Regions from separate parts of the Oryctolagus cuniculus genome. Here region 1 is linked to region 2. Evidence: chromatin contacts called from public Hi-C data. All regions are on one chromosome and are shown on one strand. The core of a region is the stretch at or near the end of the contact, and the rest is flanking DNA. Distances in the headings are between cores, read along the strand shown.

Region 1 (5,666 bases), core at 1,997-4,496, 150 kb after region 2:
AACGAGAACGTATGGGGCTATCTACGGATGTCTGCAGCACGACCAAGTAACAATCAGCAATGTACTCAGAAAACAGTGAGAAGCCTTGGGAAGTTATTTGTTATATACAGGGCTTGGGTTTGAAATGCATACTTGCAGCAGGAAAAGACCGTGTGCATAGTTCATGTTTGAAATATTCAACAAGTACGGTCTATCCTAAGTATCTACTTTTCCCTAACAAAGTAATACATTCAGAAATCTATGGAGAAAAACAAACCCAGTTTCTAAACAAAACACATTTTAATAGTAAGTTTCAGTGGGGAAAAAAAAACCTCAAAGATTTCTGCCCCCGATGGGTGTTAAGCTCACCTTCCATGCATTCATTCACAGATTCATAGTCAGCGTAAGTTCTGCCTTCTGGCCTCTTGGTAGGCTGTACCAGCAAAATGGTATGAGACTGCAAGGGAAGAAGTGATTTCAATGTAAGTGTCTAAGTTTCTACTGGAGAAATCCACAGTATCGTATACAATCCTTATTCATGACATAATCATTATATTAAAACACAGTGTCTTCATCTGACAGTTTTATTTATTTGAAAGGTCGATAGAGAGAGAACCTCAATTTTTTATCCACTGGCTCACTCCCTAAGTGGCCGCAACAGCCAGGAGCTAGGAACTCCATCCAGATCTGCTTACGCAGCCGGCAGCAACTCAAGCGCTCTCAGCCATCACCTGCTGCTCCCCAGGTACATTACAAGGGAGTTGGAACAGAAGTTGGAGTAGTTGGGAACCTGCACTCTGATATGGGATGTGGACATCCCCCCACTAAGCCACAAATGCCCAGTCCCTCCCCTCCCAACAGTAATTACGTCTCTGCCCAAGTGTGGATCAGAGACTGGATTCCTAAGTCCCTCAGCCTCCCAGTCCTGCATGACTGCTTCTGCAAACTCTAACCCTCCCTCCTGCCAAAGCTGTGACAACCAAAAATATACCCAGACATTGCCAAATGCCCCCTACAGGCGGGAGTGAAGACGGGGAATCTCCCTCAGCTGTGCATCGCTCTCCACTGAGACTGAGCCTGCCCAATTACCTGCCACCTAAGGTTCATTAGTTAGATGCTAGTGTGATGCAACTCCACCATAAACTCAATCCCCAATCAACGCACTCTTGTTTTTTCTTCTCTTTTGCAAGACCGTATTTTTCCTGGCCAAAACATCTAGCCTTAAAATGAACCTGGTGCTGGTTCACTCCCCACATGGCTGCAATGGCCAGAGCTGCACCAGCCAGGAGCTTCCTCCCGGCCTCCCACGCGGGTGCAGGGGTCCAAGGACTTGGGTCATCTTCTGCTTTCCCAGGCCACAACAGAGAGCTGGGTCGGAAGAGGAGCAGTTGGGACTCGAACCGGAGGACTAACCTACTGTGCCACAGCGCTGGTTCCCCTGGGGCTTTTCAATACTGCTGCCCAAAGATAAGGATTTAAAACTACTAAGAGTGGAACCTGACTAAATTCTAAAAACCTAAATTCTAAAAACTGCACTCAAGATGGCTGCCATTTTTAAGTGGCAGTGCTTCCCTGTTACCAAGCCTTTAAGGATCACTATACCCTTCCACTTTCTTCTTGGGAGCTCTTTTTAGAACACTTCGGTTTTATTAGAAATCCAAACATATTTGCCTTATCACTCTTTTCCCTTCTGGACAGATTTGGTCCTTGCTTTCTATGGTCCTTTCTCAGGGGAGTGCTTTTCCTCTTATAAATCTAGTTTATAGCATATACATCTATGATCTTCTATCTACACAATAAGAAGACTGTGAAAACCCATTTCCTTAATAAAATCCTTATTCTCTGGTTACCAAGCAGTAGCGATTCACTCGGATGAAGGGGTAACCGCCCCCCAAACATGAACTCTAAGAGGTCAGTCTGCTACTGCTGAAATGCCACAATACGTCAATTAGCTTCAAATGCTTTCCCCCAAACTACCAGGGAAGGGGAGGGAGGGAGGGACAAAGTCTGGTCTTCTGTCCCTGGCTATGTCGGTGGAATGCTACAGAAGGAAGGAAGGGACACTTACAAGTTCTGATCCTCAGCCTACTTCGATAAGTAACTGTTGCCCACATCCATCCGACGCGGGATGGACCTGTTACTGGGACTTTCTCAGGTTTCAATCTAAGCATTCGGACACAGTACCACATGGTGACATAAAGCCAGGGAAGGAAACTCAGAGGTCCAACGACTTGCCCAAGGTCACACTGCTGGTTATGGAACCGGAAAGATGGTCTAACTCAGTCCTCTTCGGGAGACCATGTTGGGCCAAACAATGAAGCAGCTCAACTCAGCAAAGCACACCTGGAGAAGTTCCTTGCTAACCCCCGCGGCAACCAGAAAAGGAAAGTCTACGTGTGGAGGCAGCCCCGATTCCTCTCTCTTGATCTAGAGACAAAAGCCCACCCATCGCCCCGCCGCCCCGCTCACAGGCGTCGGGAGGCCCGGCCCGGGACCCCACCTTGTCTGCCTCTGGTCCCCAGGGACTTAAGAAGGGCTAAGAACAAGACTGAAGGCGGAGGCAGAAGCCCAATGAGGCACCTAGGAGTCTCAGAGAAGGCGAAAAAGGAGGTAAAAAATAAGGGGTGGGGGGCAGGCAGGGCGCTGGAAAACAAAAGGGAACGGCTGAGGAAGCCCCCTTCGGAGCCAACACGACCCCTCTGGGCTCACAGGCTGGCTCCAGGAAGCCGGCGATTCTGTCAGTTTCGGGAAGGGGTTTGTCAGACGTCTCTCGGCCATTGTTCCTACAGCAGCATGCTTGGAGGGAAGGAGCAGCACCCTCACGCCTCCCTCCACCCAGCGGCCAGAGAGAGCGAGCGTATCCGCAGACCCACGGCACGCCTCGCTCGAGCCAGCAGGCGGGCGCGCAACCGTAGGGCGGACCCGGGCTCCGGGGCCTACAGCCAGGCCCCGCGTCCCCGCGGCGGGAAGGGGAAGGGTCGAGCCACGAGCTGCAGGGACGGGGAGCTGCAAGCGCGCGCGCTGGGAGAGTCAGGGCAAGAGGCTGGGGAGATGTACGGGACTGAGGTCGCTTGCAAAACGGGGGCCTCGGGGAGCCGCAAGGGCCTTTCTCACCATCGCGCCAAACTCTTCTCTTTGCAGCCGCTGCCGACACCGCCGCCGCACACGAGCTTAGCCGCAACGCCGCCAACAGCCAATCCCCGCGAGAGGAGCCGCCGGAAATCGTCGGGAGCGCGACGCGAAGAGAACCTTCGTACCATAGAGACGCACACGCTTCCGGCAGCTAGAGCAGATACTGACTCGGCTTCAGCCATCTTGGATAAGGGCGAAGAACTACGTAGGGAAAGCTTCGGCGCTGTAAAAAGAACGCTCTTTTTCAAGACTCTATTTCCCGTACCCTTTTTATTAGAAGTACGACTAGAATGATGGCCGGTATAGACAGGGACACCGGTCATTTTTTCACCAGCCCTACTCAAAAATGGCGGCCGCATAAGTAGCCCGGGCCATAGGTCGGTTGTAACCCGGAAGTGCTTTTCTGAAGCCGGGGCCAGTGAGGCAATCCGGAAGTGGATGTAATGAAGAGGTGCCACTTGGCGGCCATGGCAGCTGTAGTATCCGTGACTCCGAGTCAAGGCCCGGCGGAGTGGAATAGCATGGGCAGCGCCGGGTGTAGGGCAGAGACAGCTTTATGTCAGCTTCGCTGCTGAACCTCTAGGACTCTTCGTTAGAGACCTACAGGACTCATTTCCCTCGTCCAGACTTGGCGGAGAGTTTGCTGGGACTGGTGGGCTGGTCCCATCCCTGGGGGGCGGATCACCCGCGGGGCCCGCCTCAGGGAAACCAGGGTCGCCGCCACGACGCGCGGGTTCGCTTGGACTGTGCTGCCTTTCCTGCTGCCGCCTGGGACGTTGTCTGGGGGGTGGGGGGGTGCCGTTGTGCACCCTCATTCCGAAGATCGAAGAAGTCGCTCGTTCGCCCATTTCCCCAGTGCTCTTTACCCCCCGAGAACCCAGTGACAGGCATTGGCAGGGGCCCAGGATTGCTGAAAAGTTCTCTCTGGTGCTAATATCAGCAAAAAGGGGCTCTTGGCAGGTACGTGCGAGAGAAAGGTGCCTCGTGGACACAGCCGCAGGTGGGGAGGTCGCAAGGACTGGCGAGCGCACTTGTTCTCTTGGAACCGCGGCACGTGTGTCAAGAAGCTAAGCACCCATTGGAGCCACTGGAATTTTGTGGTCTGGTGGTGGTGGTTGGATGAACGAGGGCAGAATGGATGATTTCCTCTCCATTAGCTTGCTCTCTCTGGCTATGTTGGTGGGATGTTACGTGGCTGGCATCATTCCCCTGGCTGTTAATTTCTCAGAGGTAAGAGATTCTACGTTTTGTGTCCGCTGTCAGGATGGCTCCTGGCCGGTAGTGACAGTGGCAAGGGGGAGCTGCTTCCTGGTTCGTCTCCGAGCTCGCGGCCCCATCAAGGAAGAAAAGATGGGTAGCATTTAAGTAATAGAACCAAACCTTAGATAGAGCCAGAATTCTTCGTCTTGGGTGGGTGGGTACTCCACGGAAGATCTTGGGATATTCTGAAACCGCTTATAAAGATTCCCAGAAGTTTCAAGGAATCAGGCTCTAGATTGTTAGCGAGAAGATAAATGGAGAATGTTGTTTGTCCATATGTGTTCAAATCAATGTGATGACTTCTCTTCTTGAGAAAGTGAAATATTTTGTTTTTCTGTTTTTTTTTTTTTTTTTTTTTTTTTAGATCGCAGATCGCTGTGAATGTAAGGGGGAAAAAACACAAGTGGTTTTTAAGTTACATTTCCTTTTAAAGAAAAGCATTGAAATTCTGTTCTGAAGTTTTCATCCCTGTTTGCTTTGAAATGCATTTTTGGTTAATGTGTTGTCACATTTTGGTTAATTTGGTTGTCATTCGTGGAATACACATTAGCAGGGGAAGAGGATAGATGAGAGCGTTGCTCAGTGCGAATGCACGTGGATTCTTGATATTGTCGAATGTGCCCGCGGTGAGAGGGTAGGGAGAGAAATGGTGATTCAGAAGTAGCAGGTTCTTGTGAGTTTGTCCTGCCTCAGTGACGCGTGTCCTGAAAGTGCCCTCAGAGGGAAGGGGAGAGCAGAGGGCCCTAGAGAGGCGAGGACAGGGAACCGGGGTGAGGTGCGAGGCGGCCTTGAAGACGGTGAGGAGGGAAAAGCAGCCCACTGGCGGAGTAGCTGGGGCGAAGTGCTGGAAGTTCGCAGCCAGATGGAAGGGAGGCTGCAGGCGTTACCGTTCCTTTTCTGTTTTCCTTTTTTGCTGCACCCCTCAGCATCTAATGATAACGTTTTATTTTTATGATGTGCATTACCTGACTTCATTTTAATACTCGATGAGGAAACAGACTCAGATCGTGTGAGCTGAGCAAGTTCATGCAGTATACTGCGTTTAGAGCTGTTTTAAAAATCTTGATGGTTCTGTCTCAGCAGTTCTTAGCCACTCTGCTCACTGAGGCAAAGGTACATGGTACCTGGGACCTGGTTGTGGCACAGAGGTTTAAGCCACTATTGGGATGCCCACATCCCATATATCAGAGTCCTGGCTCTTTCTGATCTCGCTCCCTGCTGATGCATCCTGAGAGACAACAGAAAATGGCCCAAATGCCTGGGCCCCTGCCACCCACCTAGGAGACCTGGATGGA
Region 2 (5,364 bases), core at 1,193-3,692:
TCTGACGACCTCGGCTCTGCAGAGGCTGTGGGAACGGGGAGGCCTTAGACAGAGCTCTGCCTCTGGGACTGCTCTTGCTGGTCCGCAGCTTTCTGCCTTTCTCCTATGCATGAATTCCTTGTTCCTAGTGCAAGTATCGGACACCTCGCTCAGTAGCTCACAGCCCCTGCGGTCCTCCCTTCCCCAAGTGCAGCAGCTGGCCTGTTGCACAATCCGTGTAACACGGTGGCTCCTGCAGTTGCTCACCAGAATCGGGGTCATTCCTTCCCTCCTTTCTCGTCCTCTCTCCATGGGGCAGCCCCCACGCGAGGCTCTGAATGTGTCCCCAAAGTTCATGCATTAGAATTTTGTTCCTGTCCCTCAAAGTCCTAAGTTAATGGTATGTGGAGGTGGTTGGGATTAGATGAGGACAGGGAGGGTGGGGGGCATGATGGCATCAGTGACTTTATACAAAGAGGAAGAGAGACCTGAGCCTAGCGCACCTGCCCTGCTACAATGCAGCAAGAGGGCCCTTGGGGCCGGCGCTGTGGCGTAGCGGATAAAGCCACTGCCTGCGATGGTGGCATCCCATATGGGTGCTGGTTCAAGTTCCAGCTGCCCTACTTCCCATCCAGCTCCCTGCTATGGCCTGGGAAAGCAGGGGAGGATGGCCCCTGACACCCATGTGGGAGTCCTGGATGAAGCTCCTGGCTTCGGGCCTGGCCCAGCCCCAGCCATTGTGGCCATCTGGGGAGTGAACCAGTGGATAGAAGATCTCTCTGTGGAAGTCTTTCAAATAACAAATCTTTAAAAAAAGAAAAAAAAAAAAGAGAGAAAGAAAACACCCTCACCAGAAGGCATGAAGATGTAGGCGCCATGTAGGCGCCATGCTCTGAGGTGTCCCGGCCTCCAGAACCATGAGCCAAACGAACCTCTGGTGCGGCTGCTCTCCTGGATGGCTGGGGACCCCCACAGGCATCGGTCTCACCATCTGTGGAAAGGGGACGCTACATGGTCACAGGATATGTTGTCACGATGCCGGCCCTCAGCTGCCTTGCTAGGCCCTCTGCAGGACCCCCTTTTCCACATCCTGTCTTTGGAGGTCCACATTGCTGGCTGGGCCACTTCGGGTGCACTTAGGCATCCTTGTGATGAGAGGGGAATCATAGTTGCAGCTGTGACCCGGCTTCCGGCATCAAAATGCCGAGTTGTCTTCCCTTCACCTGAAATGTACAGGGAACATCCATTACAGGCATGCTCAGTCCTGGTGCTGAAAAAAACGGAAAACACTGTCTGATTTCACTTGTGTGCCCCTAGTGTAAGGATGGGGGCGGAGGAGGGAGAGGGAATCAGTGCCTAAAGCGGCTTCATGTGGAGACGGGACCCTATCTGTGTCTTCAGATGCAGTGTCCACCAGTCCGAGCAGGAAGCAACTCTGCTGCCACCTCTGCCCCTGGCATTCGAGGCCCTCCTGAGTCCAGAGGGGCCCCCAACAGCCAATGCCAACTCCCACCAAACCCTTCCAGCATCCTGGCTCCCGTGCAGTGCCGGACAGCCCTCTCTCAGAGCTCATCCAGCAGTTCCATGTCCTGGACCTCTGCTCCCATGACTGCTGCAGCCCGCACCCTAACCCCTCCCCTCCCCCTTCCCTGCCCCTTGGGGATTTAGTCAAAGGATTTATCCACTTTCTCTGAGAAGCCTCCCAAAAGACCACCTTGCAATATTCTCCCCCCACCCCGCCGACTTCCTGCTTATTTCACATCTGTTGCTCTGTGCCCAGCCCTGTGCCGGTGAGGAGTCCAGCCCACCGTGCCTTCTGCCCGGATCCGGAGTAGTTCCCAGCCGATTCTTAACGGGGCGCAAACTCAGCGGCGTCTGGGTCCTGGTCTCTTCCCACCGCGTTCTGCACTTCGTTGGAAAGTGTCAGATGGGCGATAGCTTGGACACCGGGCTCTGTCCACTCATTAGCCAGGCATCGTGGGGAGAATCATCTGATGATGAGTGGGGGGGGAAGCATCGTGAAAGCTGTTAGCGCCAGGCTAGGGAAAGACGTGAGGTGGCTGCACCCCCGTTCTCCTTGCGCCAGCTTTGAGGCACCGTCGCATGCCCTGCGCTCTCCCCGAATGTCAAGTGCACCAGCTTCCAAGCCCTCCTCGGGGCGGGCCCTCGGGCGGCTCTGAATCGAAGGCTGCGGAGGATTCCAGTGCAAACTCTGGGCTCTCCTCCCCACCCAGGCGCTCCTTCCCAAGGACTCGCCAAACACACACCTTGAACCCCGCGCCAGAGCGCAGTTCAGAGCGCGGCCCGGAACTGCAGCTCCACGGGGCGGGCCCAGGCCGGGGGTCGCGCATCTCCAGCCGGTGACTCAGGGCCGCTCGGTCCCGGGGTGAGTCTGGGTAGGCGGGACCGAGCAGGGCCGCGCGGGGGCAGCCGCCGGGCTCTCGGTGCCCTGGGCGCTGGGAGCCAAGGCTGGCTCTGGCCCGTCGCCATTCCGCCGCGGGCGTCGGTCTCGGCTGGGGCCCCGGGCACCAGAGGCAGGCCCGCGCGCTCCTCTCCCGGTGCGCAGCGGCCGGCAGCGGCTGGAGCGCAGGGCGGGCTGTGCGCGTGAATGAATGGGCGCCCGGGGGACGCGCGCGCTCGGGGCTGAAGGGCATTAGGACCGTGAGGATCGCTCGGCGATCCTGTCTCTCCCTATCACCCCCACCCCCCCCCACCTCGCTCCTTTTTCTGCTCTGCAGGACTGAGCAGCCAGGCGCGAGCGCAAACAAACAGCTGGGGCTGCGAGCGCCCCCGCCCCGGCCCGGAGAGCAGCCGGCCCGGCCCCCAGCCGGGGCGCCCGTCCGCCCACCATGAGGAAAATCCGCGCCAATGCTATCGCCATCCTGACCGTAGCCTGGATCCTGGGCACTTTCTACTACTTATGGCAGGACAACCGAGCCCACGCAGCATCCTCCGGCGGCCGGGGCGCGCCGAGGGCCGGCGGGAGGCCGGAGCAGCTCCGCGAGGACCGCACCATCCCGCTCATTGTGAGTCCGCCCGGTGCGCCGCGCGGCCGGCCGGGGAGCCGCGGCGCGCGTCCTGCCCCCGCGCGGCAGCCGAGGGCGCGGGGCCCGGCCGGGGGCTGAGTGCCCGCCGCGCCGGGCCGGCTTTGTATATGTTGGAGCATTCCAGCTCGTTGTTATGGCAACCTCGGCCCGGCTGGCGGGACCGGGGTGCGCGGATGAGGGGAGGGTGACAGCGGGTGGGGGCTGGGAGAAAGTGCTGCAAGTTTGGTGGGCCCGGCGTGCGCGCGCGACGGGGAACGTGGCGGCTCTCCCCGCAAGGCGCCGCCGGCCCGGGGGTTGGGGGGCTGCGGGCTCCTCCGCCGCGCGGGCTGGCGTCTCCTGGACCTTGAGCGCAGCAGGCAGGCGTTGGGAGCGGCGCGCAGCCGAGCGCGTAGGTGGAGGTGCGCGCCCCCTCTCCAGCCTCCTGGGGGCAAAGGACGTCGGTGGCGGCGTGGGGAGGAGAGGGTCGCTAGGCGTTGCTCCTGCCTTCGCGCCCCGTTCTCAGCCCGCGTCAACTTGAACCGGTTTCTCCGCACTGACACCCTGCGGTGTTCTCTGAGTCGGGGGGGAGGGGGAGGTCTGGTCTGCTCCCCTCACCCCAACGTTAGGATCCCCCACCCCCCACCCTCACCCCCTGCACGGACCAGAGGGCAGTATGGGTCCGCGCCCCGGCCGGGTCATTCCCTAGCTTGAGGTCAGCCCGCGTCATCTAAGCCCCGCCGTGGAAACAAAGGCGGTGTGGCCCGCCGGGCGCCTCAGCGGAGCTGCGGGGGTCGTCGGAGCCCTGGGGTCCCCGGCGGGGGCGTGCGGAGCCCCAGCCGTCCTGCAGGGGGCGTCCCTGGCTCCGCCTTCGCCCCGGTGACAGCTCTGTGTGGCCAAGCAGGGGCACCTGTTGAGGCTGGAGGCTCTGGGACCCGCTGGGAGCGCGCTCCGGCGGACGCGATCTGCCGACCGCTGCGCGTGGTGGGCGAGAGCTCTGCGTGACCCTCGGGACGGCCTGCCGAGTGGTGGCCGCTGGGCCCGACGGGCACTAGGAGGACACGGTGCTCGGGGGCGGGGGCGGGGGCGGTACTGGCTCCTCAGGAGGCGCCAGGTCGAGAGGTACTTGTCCACAGGCGGCTGTACCCTGCAAGAATACGGGGAGGGTCCGTGTGGACGCGCCCTCAGGGCCTCCTCGTGCCCCAGATGCCTTATGACTTCTGAGCTTAGCTCGAGGGGCTCTGGGGGTTGTGGGTTTTGTCCTAGATCCGTGTGGCCCGCTCTCTGGAGCCAGCCCGGTTGGGTGGAGTAGTCCCTCTGCCCCGTGCTGGAGACACTGTTCCCGAAGCACTCGTGGGTGTTTGCACAGAGAGACAGAGCAGGGGAAGCCTGCTGCAGCTGGAAGCCCGGAGTGAGATGAGAGAGCTGCTGGACAGGCCGGAGCTGGACCCCAGCCCTGCAGCCCCCATGCTTACCTCTGGAGAGGACCAGCCGTGGTGGCAGGGAGGCCACCCAAGAGCTAGCAGGGGAGCCGAGGGCTGGCCAGATCCCCCGTCCTGTCCCATGTGTGAGGTGGGGAGAGGCTCCGAGCTGGAAGGGGAGGAGGAGGAGGGGAGGGGAGGGAAGAGGGTAAGGAAGCTCTGCTTCAGATCCCTGGGTCCTGAGCTTGCTGCTGCACCTCCGCCCTGCTCCGCCCAGCGCCCTGCCAGATGGGAGATGAGTGGGGAAGGCACTGGCTGTGCGAGCCCTGGAGTGGTACAGGGGGCACTGTTGGGCTTAAAGGATGGCAGCGGGAGGCCGTGGAGTGCCAGCGAAATCCTCATCCCAGCAGGAACTTACTTGCTGTGGAGGAGACAGGACTGCTAAGTTTAAGATGAGATACCTGGCAGCCAGGAGGTGGAGGTGCAGGAGGAAAGGGAGTTCTGGGGGGCCTCAGAGCCCCCTCCGGCTTCTCAGGCCGGCTGCCTCTCTGTCCTGAAGCTTTGGCTCTGGGTGTCTGTTCCAGCAGCCCTGGTCCCTCTGCACCTGCCCCGCCACACCCTGCCTCTGGCACTGCCTTGTGCTGTGTTGCTGTCTCAGTTATTTCACTTCAGTGTGGTCCTCAGTAGGACCCAAGCAATACGTGCACTGACTCTGCTGGAAGCGCCTCGAAGCCCCGCGTTGGTGCACACAGCACAACTTCAGCACTCCCTAAAGCCCTGAAGGTCCAAGCTGCATACATAGCCACTTCGTATGTTTTGCTAATGTTTACTTATTTGAGAGGCAGAAAGACACAAGGGTGTGAGCTCTCCTCTGCTGGTTTACTCTCCAGATGGCCAGGACAGCCCCCCCTGGCTGGGGCTGAAGCCTGGAGCTGAGAACT

The links. A called contact is a pair of places that touch in the nucleus more often than the background predicts.
Region 1: a contact with region 2 is called in a Hi-C map of skin fibroblasts, with 2.0 times the contacts expected there. The contact joins the promoter of ERH here to the promoter of GALNT16 in region 2. A contact is called at or near these places in 4 of 6 Hi-C or Micro-C datasets (ear pinna, psoas muscle, skin fibroblasts and 1 more).

Annotation. Positions count from the first base shown.
Region 1 is chr20:15,278,904-15,284,569 of mOryCun1.1, forward strand. ERH (ERH mRNA splicing and mitosis factor) reads right to left here and starts at 3,247. Exons shown (of 4, transcript XM_002721665.5): 1 at 3,094-3,247; 2 at 349-436. The coding sequence starts at 3,096. SLC39A9 (solute carrier family 39 member 9) reads left to right here and starts at 3,524. Exons shown (of 7, transcript XM_002721664.5): 1 at 3,524-4,341. The coding sequence starts at 4,231.
Region 2 is chr20:15,134,294-15,139,657 of mOryCun1.1, forward strand. GALNT16 (polypeptide N-acetylgalactosaminyltransferase 16) reads left to right here and starts at 2,443. Exons shown (of 15, transcript XM_051826331.2): 1 at 2,443-3,005. The coding sequence starts at 2,829.